Regions from separate parts of the Rattus norvegicus genome. Here region 1 is linked to region 2. Evidence: chromatin contacts called from public Hi-C data. All regions are on one chromosome and are shown on one strand. Each heading gives the region's core, a stretch centred on a gene start, on an enhancer-like site or on the middle of the called end of the contact. The rest is flanking DNA. Distances are from core to core; before and after follow the strand shown. Region 1 overlaps Musk (muscle associated receptor tyrosine kinase). Region 2 holds the start of Musk (muscle associated receptor tyrosine kinase).

The links. A called contact is a pair of places that touch in the nucleus more often than the background predicts.
Region 1: a Hi-C map of psoas muscle shows a contact between it and region 2, with 1.5 times the contacts expected there. The contact joins the enhancer-like site here to the promoter of Musk in region 2.

Annotation. Positions count from the first base shown.
Region 1 is chr5:77,936,180-77,939,314 of GRCr8, forward strand. The region is part of intron 8 of Musk (muscle associated receptor tyrosine kinase); the gene reads left to right. Among named protein-coding and RNA genes, the nearest start is that of 4930522L14Rikl, 51 kb to the left of the region's middle. Within about 2 kb of position 1,687, at least 3 of the 93 cell types and tissues checked have an H3K27ac peak or open chromatin away from gene starts, as enhancers often do.
Region 2 is chr5:77,852,074-77,855,211 of GRCr8, forward strand. Musk (muscle associated receptor tyrosine kinase) reads left to right here and starts at 1,663. Exons shown (of 15, transcript NM_031061.2): 1 at 1,663-1,860. The coding sequence starts at 1,782.

The DNA.
Region 1 (3,135 bases), core at 437-2,936, 84 kb after region 2:
ATAAAACAAAAAAGCTTTAAAAGTCCCATGTAGTGTCCTAAGTAAAGATGATTGATCCACAGCGATAACGACCGCGGCAGTTAGCATCATGATGCCTGTTGTCATTCTGACATTACAGGGACTTCAGGGAGAAGTGTTACTCTTTGTACTTTTTGTACAAGGATCCAGGTACAGACAGTGTTGCCAGACCACACAGGTCACAAAGTGCTAGGTCTCCAAGTTTGGACAGACAGACTCCAGAGTACTGATTCACAACCGCTGCACAGAAACTGAGAAGAACATCAAACTCCAGACACTGATTCCAATGCCATAAAGAAAATAACTCAATACACAATGTGGTTCCTTCTAGATCTCATCTTTGGGTGTACAGCTGCGATGTCCTCTTTGGGGATCAGTTGTTAGCTTTTGAGGAGATCCACAGCTCTCAGGGACAACACACCCACCCTTAAGAACTTCACAGTGAAGCCCAGTGTCTACTGATGGGCCACATGGTGCACGCAGGGAAGAGTCACGCCATTGGACAACAAAGACACAGCACCATCAGGTTAACACAACGGCTCTCCCTGCTTTTTTTAAAAAAAAAAAAGTACTGTAAACTTATTAGAAATGGAGACACAAAACCAATTTATATACTCCCAAGCCTATAGAAGCTTTATTTTATTTTGCACATAAAGATTAATTACAATATTGGAATCATAAATAAAATAAAATCCAGGGCTAGAAGAGTGACATAGATCATCTCCATGGAAATAAATTCAAATGAAGCAGTTTAGACATGTAGGAAGTTAAATAAATGCCCCAGCACTTAGCAGGCTAGGACAGAAGGTCATGAAGTTTTCAGGCTGGCATGGGCAACAAAATGAAACGATGCCTCAAGAAATAAAAGGAGCTGTCCCAGCCACTTTCCTCTTGTGATAATGTAAACACACTCAAACTCTGCTGAAAGTGGCGAAAATGCCTGTTTTATAATTTCCAACTTAGAAATTTTTATTGTTAGCCTTAAAGTGATTGTATCTATAGACAAAAAGCCACCCACTTTTAGAAACCTACTCAAAGGAAATAAGAATTGTGAATACTATTTCCAACTGCTTGCACTCGTGGATATAGTGTACAAACAGCATACCTATCCACTGGTGAAGGAAATCGAGTCGCAGCTTTGTTTTAAAAACAAATGTTTACATTGGCACAGGTAAATGTTTACAATATCTATGATGCAAAAATGCAGGACACAAAAAATGTATTTACAGATCAGTTATGAAGTTTCTGCGTATAAATAATATAATCTATTATACACAAATATGCAATACATAAAATATCTGTCTAGGAGACATTTTTATTTTCGAACTATATTCATTCTATTGTATTTGTTCTTTGAGAAGTCCATATGGTATATTATTATCATAGTCTCTCCCTGTCCTCCGGCTCCTCTGAGCCCCTCCCCACCCACCTACCCAACCTTGAATCTTTCTCTTAGCTTCTGGGAGAGACAAAATCAACTTTCTCTATTTTTTTATTTTTTAATTAAAAAAAAAAGCCATTGCTTCCGTATACTGCAGCACATTTTGTACAGTAAATGGTTCTTAACTTCCACTCGCAGGAAGCACGGCGGTTTTCAGGAAGGTCATGTTCTCCTCGCTGAGGACAGCGTGCTTGGCAGTCCAGCAAAGTGACATTTGATCAGTACGCAACAGCGGAGGCTGGCAAACATTTTCTATAAAGGGTCAGATATTAATATATTCCCTCAGTGAGCCGCGCAGACCTTATTAAAACTGCTTAGCCTGTTACTTTAGCAGAAACCCAGGCACGAAATGTGTCCAAAAGGGTACAATTGCTTCCTTTTCTGTGGAGATGCAGTTTAAGCCGCATGTAGTTTCCCCATGCCATTCAATATCCTTCTTTTAAGTTTCTGCAACCACTTTAAAATGTAGACATTACCTTTAGCTCTCGAGAAAAGGGAGAAATCTGTAAAAAGCATAAACTTTAAAATATGAAGGGCATTAAGTTTCAGTGAGACATAGGAACAGGTCGAAGAGAGTCATCATAGGATAAGGTGACCAGTGTCAGCAATATGTATAGTATTCCTTTCAAATAATCACTAAATAGATTTAACTGTTTTCACCACAAATTGTAACATGCATCTGAAATGATACAAATGTCAATTAGCTCAATTCAAAGTATCACGTCATGCATGCTATACAAAGATTCTGTCAATTAAATGTTATTTAAAAAGACAAAAAATTTGCTTAAGCACAAGACTGAAGAAACGTCATGTATATGTTACTTTGAAAAAGGAGTGCCCGTCATGGTACACATGCGTGAACATTTAACTTAGTGCATGTGACTATGGGCATCTGGTATTGACCACATTCCAAAGTTTTAAATTATCATCAAAAAATCATTAGGACCTTTTTGTGAGTCTATGTACTTCTTTAAGAATCGAGACCGAAAAGTCTTGAGTTGTATTTGCTGGCCTCTGCCTAGCAAGTGAGTCGCATACAGACAACAGGAAGGGATGGAACCCCTGCCAGCTGCTTTGAAGCTGAGGAATGGCTGGGAAACTCGGCCATCACCTTTGCAGGGGAAAGGCAACAGTCGCCATGTAAGGGAAGATCCAAGGAGAGGGAGAGCTATCAAGTGTACCTACACTACAGTACGGGGTGTCATAAACCAAACAGGACATAGCTGGTTCTCTGGACATGCCTCTGAACAAAGTTCAAAGGGAATAGATGGTGCCTTCTTCATAGAAACCGGAAGGAAATATTTGAAAATGTGATTCAGACATGTATTAGTGGAGAGAGAATTAATATTAATGCTCCAGTGACTGACTGCAGAGCTGTTCTTCATAAAAGAAGGTGAGAGAGGTGTCTGGGATCAAAGACTCCTTCTTACCACTGCAGAAGGAGGTTTGCCAGGAGGTAAGACAGGAACAGGTGCCATGCATAACATTAGCTCTTATTTTTAAGAGATTGTATACCAGAACATTCCAGAATAATCAGCATTCTGTAAAGGGACCTCTGTGACCTCTGCCCCAGTGTTCAAATGAGCAGCAGAGCCAGCTGCATGTGAAACTGCCCTCTCAGCAGTCCAGGAGCTAAAGAGATACACAGACTCAGGTGGGCAGCGCAAAAGCCCACA
Region 2 (3,138 bases), core at 413-2,912:
TCTTGCCGATACTTGTTATAGTAATTGTGGTGATTCGGGATGGAAACTGAGTAATTAGAGAAAGTATGAGGGTAATTCTTCTCTCTATGCTGGCCTATGTCATTTACTGTGCTTTAGGAACTACATTTAGACGGTTTGACAAAATGGGAATTGGAGGATTGGAGTTTTGCCCTCGTTACTATGGTTTGCAAATGTGATAGCTAATTCCCATTTTCATCTTGACCTGACTTGTAGTCACCTAGGAGACACGCCTCTGGCCATGTCTGCAAAGATGTGTTCAGAAAGGTTAAGGATGGAAGACCCACCCCAAATGTGGGTGCCATAAATTGAAAGGGAGAAAGAAGAAAGCAAGTTGAATGCAACCTTTAGCTGTCTCTGCTTACTAAGTGTGAATGCAGAGTGACCAGGTGTGACTCAAGCTTGGAGTGGGGTGATAGAATGTATCCTCCCAAGAAAAGGGGGTTTTCACTACAAACCATGCTCTCTCTCTCTCTCTCTCTCTCTCTCTCTCTCTCACACACACACACACACACACACACACACACACACACACAGCAGATCAATATCAACTTTCCAGTATAGCTCTGATTTAGATCCTACCAACGATGTGTTCTTTTTTTTTTTTTTTTTTTTTTGGTTCTTTTTTTCGGAGCTGGGGACCGAACCCAGGGCCTTGCGCTTCCTAGGTAAGCGCTCTACCACTGAGCTAAATCCCCAGCCCCCAACGATGTGTTCTTTTAAGTGCTCTTTTTCTCCAGCTTCTCGTCAATACCTGTCACAGTAATTGCTGTAATTTAGGGTGGAAACTGAGTAGTTTCCATCATAACAATGAGCAAAAAGTCATGAAGATAGTGTGCCTTCATGAACATTACTTGAGCACCATCTTAAGCTTGTGTCCTACTGGAAGAACTGGTGCGTCCAGCCTTTATGTTATGGGGGTAGGTGGTAGGTATGGCTTCATGCAGTCGAGCACAGATGTGGGAAGATATCATCAGCCTTCTAGTCAGTTAGGGTTGCTCGGGAGCCAGGCCATCAAATATGATACCGAATAGTAAGAAACATGGATCATAAAAGATGAAGCTAGAGAGGCGACGAGATACCAGCGAGTCCCCTTACGTCACAGCAGAGAGGATCGCATGTGTTTTTATGCAACAAGAAGTCACAGCAGCCTTTGGGGCGGAGGGGCTCTCTCATGGTCATATATCCCAGGGATAAAGTGTAAGACTTTAATGATTGCCAGAAACAGGTTAGTATCACACCTTACCAGTGCCAGGGAAAGAATTCAAGGAATGTGTGATGGGTGAAGTCTGGAGCAGCTGGGCTAGGCTGGCTGTCAGCTGGGGGTCAGGTGAGCCATGAAGAAAGTCAAAATTAGTTTGATCCGGATTCCTCATTGGAGTGCAGGAGAGGTGGGGGACCAACCTCACATTAGGAATGCTGTAATCTCAGGGAAAGCAGTGGTGGCCATAAAAGGCATCTGGTATTGTCCTTCTGCCACTGTCTTAAAAGGGATTCTGAAGGGATTTTCTTTCCCTTGTTCCTCCAGCCCTCCACTTGCATTACCCGACTGAGTGAGTACTCCCCAGCTGGCCTTGTCCATCATCATGATAAGGTCTGTGGATTCCTGATCATACTTAGAGCCTGTGGCGGCCGCAGCAGACGCAAACAGTCATTAGTGGACGACTCTATTGTAATAAACTGTGCTTTAAAATGTAAACCAGGGAGCGTTTTTTTCCTCACATTGTCCAGAAGCAACCTTTCTTCCTGAGCCTGGATTAATCATGAGAGAGCTCGTCAACATTCCACTGTTACAGATGCTCACCCTGGTTGCCTTCAGCGGGACCGAGAAACTTCCAAAAGGTTGGTCTGTGCAATCTTGCCCTTAAGTGCTTGTGAGTTTCGTGGTGGCTGATACTTGTGTGATGTAGGGATAGACTGTATGGAGAGAGAGAGAGAGAGAGAGAGAGAGAGAGAGAGAGAGAGAGAGAGAGGGAGAGGGAGAGGGAGGGAGAGAGAGAGAGAGAGAGAGAGAGAGAGAGAGAGAGAGAGAGAGAGAGAGAGATATCTATTCAGACTGGTTGATTGTTCTCTTCTAAGCTCTACAATTAAACACAACATGGTGTGCAGAGACCTCCCTTCTAGGGAGATGTTGCCAGGTAGACTGTGAGTTATGGAGTTTTTCTGTGTGTCAAACATTGGGGTGGTCTTCTAAAGGGCGATCAAAGTCGGTCTACACTGGATTTGCCAAGACTGTAATCCACCCCACTTCCAGAAATCCAGAGTGTTTTGCTTCTGAGAAAAAGTCCTTTCTACTTTCAGTTTTGGTTTTTCCCAAACTCTTAGTGAACACTTCAGTAGCTAGAAATCAGACCCAGAGAAAGGCACACAGAAGAGTACAGATAAAATCCCGGAGACAACAGAGTCCCTGTAACTTTGCTACCGGGGTTGTGATTTAGGCTTGGCAAGTGATTGCACTAGTATTTTTTTTCCTAGCGCTTTTGGAATGTACCGGAAATAACACCACCTAAGGGGGAAAGCAACTTAAGAAAGTGACAAACACCTGTTGCAGCAGCAAGAACGTCCACGGAGCTGTGGTTTCTGGCCAAGAATTATGAAAGTTAGAATCAGGGAGAGTGGAAAATACGTGATTTGCAAAGAGAAGGGAGCTTCAAAACCAGGCACGAAGAAGCACACTAAATGTTATCAGACAGCAGCATGATAAGTGTCTGTCAACAGAGCTGTGCAGAGTTCTAGATTTTGGTCAGATGAATTAATTCCCATTTCCACTGGGTTGCTAAATTACTGAAAAAATTTATCTTGAATAATTAATGAATGGTGTTTGTATGTACATGGGAAACACATCTTTAAGTCTTATAGTTCACCTGCAGTCCTGGGACCACGGGGTCATGGATCTCCCGTAGCAGGCAGCATTCCTTTCCAAACAATCTGATCCCTCCAGGTTTATTTTACTTTATTTGTTTATTTACTTAATTCTCCTGGGGCAAAAGGGTTGGTATCTTCTAATGTTCTCAATAACTTATGCCACCGTGATACTTTAAGATGTCTTTAGGTAAAAAAGAACCTGGACCTTTTAAGATAAACTAATAATAGCCAGAAGAACTTAACGTTGGCTCCGAG